2 separate regions of the Patagioenas fasciata genome follow, and region 2 is linked to region 1. The links are chromatin contacts, called in public Hi-C maps. All regions are on one chromosome and are shown on one strand. Each heading gives the region's core, a stretch centred on a gene start, on an enhancer-like site or on the middle of the called end of the contact. The rest is flanking DNA. Distances are from core to core; before and after follow the strand shown.

The links. A called contact is a pair of places that touch in the nucleus more often than the background predicts.
Region 2: a contact with region 1 is called in a Hi-C map of blood, with 3 times the contacts expected there. The contact joins the promoter of EXD2 here to the promoter of SLC39A9 in region 1. A contact is called at or near these places in 2 of 2 Hi-C or Micro-C datasets (blood and liver).

The regions. Positions count from the first base shown.
Region 1 is chr5:34,182,839-34,185,988 of bPatFas1.hap1, forward strand. SLC39A9 (solute carrier family 39 member 9) reads right to left here and starts at 1,509. Exons shown (of 8, transcript XM_065839125.2): 1 at 1,189-1,509; 2 at 784-901. The coding sequence starts at 879. It overlaps ERH (ERH mRNA splicing and mitosis factor), which reads left to right and starts at 1,635. Exons shown (of 4, transcript XM_065839129.2): 1 at 1,635-1,786. The coding sequence starts at 1,784.
Region 2 is chr5:34,326,130-34,329,279 of bPatFas1.hap1, forward strand. EXD2 (exonuclease 3'-5' domain containing 2) reads right to left here and starts at 1,497. Exons shown (of 11, transcript XM_065839382.2): 1 at 1,404-1,497.

The DNA of each region.
Region 1 (3,150 bases), core at 259-2,758:
AAACTAAACTCTCACTACACCACATCTGTATACAATTATCACTTAGAAAGATGAAAACCCCTCACTTATCAGAGGATATTAGGAGACTGTCAGAGCCTGTAACAGTCATAATCCCCTCAAGAATCATCTCTTAGAAGTAGCCACATACATTCACTTTTGAACTCCTGTACCACTTAGAAACTCATTCAATCCATAAAAGTCTCCCCTTCCTTTAAAAATACCTTACATATCCAAGATATTTTTCCAAAAGGGTGCCTTGTATTCCACAGGACAGAAGCACAACTTGAAGTTGTGTTGTCATCAACGAGGTAGAGTTTAGTTTTTCAGCAGCATGTGTTGTGAACAAAATTGTGAACGAAAACTAAGTTTTCTGAGAACGTTCTCCAATTTGTTTTTAGAAACACTAACTTGAGGCATAACAGAAGTTAACCTTTGACATCAGAAGTTTCTGACACAAGCATCTATGAATAACTATGTCCAGCTGCTACAATGTCCTTCCACTACATGCTGCTACTTTGCTTCATCTGTAGCCAAGATGCTTCAATCAAATTTGGCCCGCTTAAATGGCTTTTATACACATTGTCAAATACGCATAACTTTACAATGCACTTTCGAATGAAAGTTCCTTAAAAACCTTAAAAAGTTACAACACCACCCCTAACAGCACTGCCACACTTGGAAGGGGACAGCACTAACCCCTCCTGGTTGATCTCTCCATTCAGTTTCTGCTGTTCCCCCTTGGCAACCAACGAGCAGTCTGGTAATTTGGGAAAGCTGTCTTACCTCGGAAAAATTAACTGCCAAGGGGATAATTCCTGCCACATAGCAGGCGACCAGCATGGCCAGCGACAGCAGGCAGATGGAGCGGAAGTCATCCATTTCGCTGCTTTCCCTTCGGTCCCTTAAAGTGAAATTCAACAGCAACTTTTCCACCTCGCCCCGCACGCCTTAGCCCGTGCAGACACCGAGTTCCCAGGAGAGGCTGTCAGCCATGGCTGTCTTGCCCGGCGGCTCCGGCCGGCTCGGCCCCCAGCGGCGGCGCCTCCGGGCGTGGCGTGCGGCAGCGGCGCTCCCGTCGGGGCCGCCCAGCACCGCTTCAAGGGCGGGCAGGGAGCCGCGGCGCGGTGACACCTGCGCGGCTGAAGGGAAGGAGGGAGCGGCCCGTTCCCGGGCAGGCCCAGCCCTCACCTGAGGCAGCGGGACCTTCCCCTACGCGCCGCTACCCGCAGGGAGAGGCGGACGGGGAACGGCGGGCGCCGATGCGGCTCCTCGCGGAGGGGCGGCCTGATGGGGCCGCGTCCGTGGGGGGAAGGCGCGGGGAACCTGCGGGACCGGCGCGCACCGCAGCGCCCTCACCCACCGCCGCTGCCTCGCAGGCCAAGTGGCAGCTCCAGACCCAGCGCTTCCCCTTCCGGGGCACGTCCCACCCTCGCCCACGTTGACCCACGGCGTTCCCGACTTCAAGATGGCGGGCGACGCCCCAGCCGCCCAACGCGTCGCGCGAGCGGTGGCAGAAAGTGCCGGCTCCCTCATCAAAGATGGCCGCGCGTCCGCCCCTTCCAGCCTGGCACCCTCGGCCACTCCCGGCATCCTCTGCGTCCCGCCGTGTGGCACCGCGCGCTCGGATGCCGGCCTGGGCCTGTGTGCGCGTGCGCTGAGCGGCACTCTGGCGCCACCAGCTCTATGGTCGACCGTTAGCGCCGCGTTTCCGGCGGGCGCGGGGGCTTGTGGGGGATCGTCTGGCGCCTCTTTTCCGCGGCCGTGCTGAGGAGTGGGAGCCGTGATGGTGAGCTGAATCGGGCCGGGGCCCCTCGCACCCCGCACCTGCCCGGGAGGATCGGCACCGCCTGGGCAGCTTTCCCTTACCCCTGGGGCAGGGGGACGGGTGCCGTCGCCGTGGGCGGGAAGGCGCGGCGGGCAGTAGGGCAGGGCCGCGGCTGCGGGCCCGGCGGGCGGCAGCACGTGCTGGCGGCACAGCGGCCTCGCGAAGCGCCGCGCGCCGGGGCCTCCTCGCGTGGGGGTCAGTTACTCTGGGGGTGGAGCTGGGAGGGCGCTCCCGGCCCTGGCGTAGGGCGGGCTCGCCCGGGAGCTCCAGCCGCTTCCCCGGCGCTCTGGGAAGCGCAGCCCGGTCTCGCGAGCGCCGGCTGCGCGGTTCTCTCCGGTGCGTCCGCCTTAAATGGCTGATCGGCGTTAATTGCGGCTGCTTCTGCCCGCGCTGCTTTCCCTGCTCCTCCCCAGCACCTGGGGGAGGGATCTGAGTGGGCTGTTTGAATGGCTTGCTGAAGCACAAAGGCCTACCAGCCACAGCAGTTTGTTGCGTTCACCTAATAAATGTGAATATGCTGAAGCAAGTTTTTGCTCTGTGATGGAAAGACGACTGCTTCTGGGTTTCCAGCAGAGTTCTACATCTGCCTGGCACTTGCTAAAAACCGGTTAGCTTCTACTAGGATGAGTTGCTACAAGGCCTGTCTGTTCTCTTAAATGAAAGGTGATGCTTAAACCACTTCTTCTGCCTATCAGAAGTTACTGAAAGGCATTTAGGTGTGTGCAGGATCCTACTTGTATTTGCATCACTGCGCATCTTATTCTTACAATACTTGTTAATCTTTAATTGTTTAGTCTTTTCAGTAATCAGAGCGGTTTCTGAAGTGCTCTCGAGGAGTTCAGCATTGGTGTAGTATAAACCATGTGGTACCTCATTCAGCATCATACTTAGCAGCAGCCACTACAACAGCGCTTTTAAGGAAAACGCAAGAAAACCCAACATATGCATCAGAATAATAAGAGTTTGTGTTGGGCTCTTCCAGATAACCTGGTCCTAATGCATGAAGATTTATGGATCTTCTCTTGGTTTGGTTTTATTTTTTCTAACAACAAGATCTATACCTATAGGAAAACAGAATAGTTTTTAATCGCACTGATTTTTTGCTCTGTCACCTAGGCACATATTCAGTAGGGCAGGTTCTAGCCAGAGGAAATTGCTCTCAGCCTTCTGAGGTTGTAACTTTCTTGTACTAGTTCTACAATACAGATGGTCCCAATGGCACTAATTTTAATAATTCCAGGCCAGTATCTGGTATGGATATTGTAAAGTGTCTGAAGTGATAAATGGTTTAAAGTCAGAAGCTAAAATAATTTCTGCTGTAAAGT
Region 2 (3,150 bases), core at 247-2,746, 140 kb after region 1:
GTCTAGCTTTTCTACAATAACAGGATTGTATCCTTGGCTGCATTCAAAGCCGTTATTTTTCATGGCATCACTGACATAAACAGAGTCCTGTAAATCCTATGTCTTTAACAGCTTGTCTTACTACCTACATAGCCATTTATTCAAGTATAAAGGTTAAATTAAAAATAAATGAAAGCAACTGATGCATGAGTGCACTTTAGCAAAAAAAAAAAAAAGTTCCTAAAGCCTGATGTGGACATTGCTGAAGATAGGTAACCAAGTGAGTAAACACCAACTGCTGGCTTAGCCTTACTTATGGGAAATCTGTTGCAGCACATATCTGGAAGCCTTTACACAGTAAGCAGCAAGATTCAGTTTTCTTCCTGTCTCTGTACCATGATCTGAGATTTCTGCAGAGGTCTCTGTCAAAAGACTCATTTTTTAGCCTGATTTCCTAAGAAAAGAAGCCTTATGCAATTACACTGTCTGTTGGTGTTTCTGCCTGTGGGTCCCCTTTCTTTGCCAGAAAAACATGTTTAAGCCATTGCCCCATTCCATCTAAATTTGTACAAAGGTAACTTCTGTGAAATGCAAAGCCAAATTGATGAAACAAATCCTAATAAAGCTGTCTCTGATAAAATGGCAAGCATGTGCAGACACTGCTTAATATACATAAAGAGAATCCACACAGCAGTGCCATATCAGGACAAGTCCATAAGAAACCAGGCTTCACTTGTTCTGCTGATCACAGAAAAAAAAAAAAAAAAAAAAAAAAAAAAAAAAAATATATATATATATATATATATATATATATATATATATAAAATCACATTAGCTCATCCTTTAACAGGGAGAAGACTAGGGTAAATGATTCAGTGTTCAAAGGAAAATCAATGATAGTGGAATATCAAAGGAAAGAGGCTCTAGCCAAGACTTAAATTGCTGTTAGCAGACAATGAGGAGAGAGCTGCATGTAGTCCCCACTAGCTCATTACTAACACTATTTGGGCCCCATCTCAAGATACAGGAGAAAGCCAAACTCTCGTTTCAACTCCTAATGTGTTTTATCTTCCTCATGTCCATGCTAGTAACCCCATGACTACATATTCAAACAAGTCATTTTGAGCAGGGTTTGTTTTAACAGGGCTGATACCAGGGAGCCAGTAGGAGCGCTTCTTCCATCAAAAACTCAGAATAAGATCAGTTTCAATCAACTGTGAAGCCACATCCTAGAGGTGGAGTTTCACACTGTAACAAGGCAGATAGAAGGTTTAACTCCTGTTGAAAAGGCAATTCTCCTTTCCCATTCTACCTGTAGGCATTATTCTACTTCACTTCTGCAAACACTAGTGTCTGTTTGATTCAAGGATTTAAGCAAGCAGAAAGGTAGTACAGCAAAAACCAAATACCTTGAACTAACTTACCATGAGCCAGATCTCAGTGAAACTACATCCAAGTCAAAATATGAATCAGCAGTAATTCACTGTAGGATCTGCCAGAGTGTGCAGGTTTTGCAAAGAACCTGAAAAAAACTGCTGTCAGGGGTGTGAGCTGCCAGACTGATCCCACGAGGATGAGTTATGTTAATATTCATCATCAACAACATATTTCTTTATTAATTGCCAACTCTTTCATTGCTCTTGTACGTACAAAGAGCTAGAACATGGTTCTTTCTCGTCTCTGAAAGGCCTCTTATTAACTTGGTGCATATCTATGGATAACATCACCAGTCTACTGCCACTCGAGCTTGTACATCAACTGTCAGATCTGACTGAAAGCTCTTTGTAGATCCTAGCATCCAGGGTCCATCCAAATTTTAGAGTTCCTCTATATGGCATCTCTCAGACAGCCCTTTGATCTATCCATGCAAAGATGACCCTTGTTTAGTTCTCTTGCCTCCATACTGAGACTGCCCAAATACCTCTCCCTCCAGCATTAACCACTTTCTTGTAACACAACAGCCATGACAGGTATAAACACCATGATCTGACAACACATTAAAGCTGACTTCAGTCCTCCTATTAATGATCAAATATGCCACAGCCATCAAGTGGAAACCACTAATGCAATTTCACTCATTCTGCCAATTCAAATTTGTTCATAAAAAATGTTGAAGGGTTAATTTTGTACCAGCAGACCTTAAAACCAGATCAGGTATTGTCAGTCTTTCCAGAGGCAGCACAAAAATTCTGTAGCATGGGCAGAAGCTAATGTGAGAGTGGTGCGACAGCATGGCCACAACTGATCCAGGCTGGGAGAGTGGGCTCTGCACAGCCCTGGAGTTAGCAGCTCTGAAACCACAACCCAACACCGTTTATGTAGATCATTACTCTGACCACATCACTTCTGTTTGAAGCATTCTGCTAGTTCCCTCTTCTGTACTGCATCAAACATTATTTACTGATCTTAATTCCCAAGAGCCCTCACAGAAAGTCACCACCCTGTTCATTATCTCCCGTTTCCTTTCCAGTTGACTCCTCCCCTCTATTGCCCACTTGTTGAAATTCCAATAAAAACATTTTGTGCCTTATTTCACGCTGCTTTTGAGACATGGTGGTGACGATAAACAGCCATTAACAGAATAAAGTTGCTCAGGCAGTGCATACGGACCCTGACTTAAGCTGCCCATGAGTCTGATCAAGCTCATTCCAGCTCAGTCTGTGCCATTCAGTCTCAGCCCAGCACCTTGCATGCCAACGCGGCCAACAAAACAGTAGCTCAATGAAGTCCAATTGGTTTGACTAAGTACCGTCCATACTTCACTTTCATTCCAAACTGCTGAAGGCTCTCATTGAAGTAGAAAAAGATGTTTCTTTGATGGTACTTCAGCATGACTCAGGCCACTAGTGTTTGTGTTTTGAAGAGATTACAGCACTCTGGCATTATTAACACAGCAACACATTATTTTCAAATGAAAATGTTACTGGTATAGGTCATGATATTTTCCTTAGGTGTTATCTATTTCAAAATTAATTCAAAGGACTCAGAAAGTGAAAAGAATGCTTACTAACACTTTTTAACCTATATGTTAATGTGAGAGAGTATTGCATTTAGCAGAAAAGGCTGGCAGTCTCCTATTATTCTTCTTTCAAATTTTAACAACATATCTTCTTCCTGACTGCTTACAAATGTGATTTTAAAAGAAAATCAGTTAAATCCTTCCTGAAAACC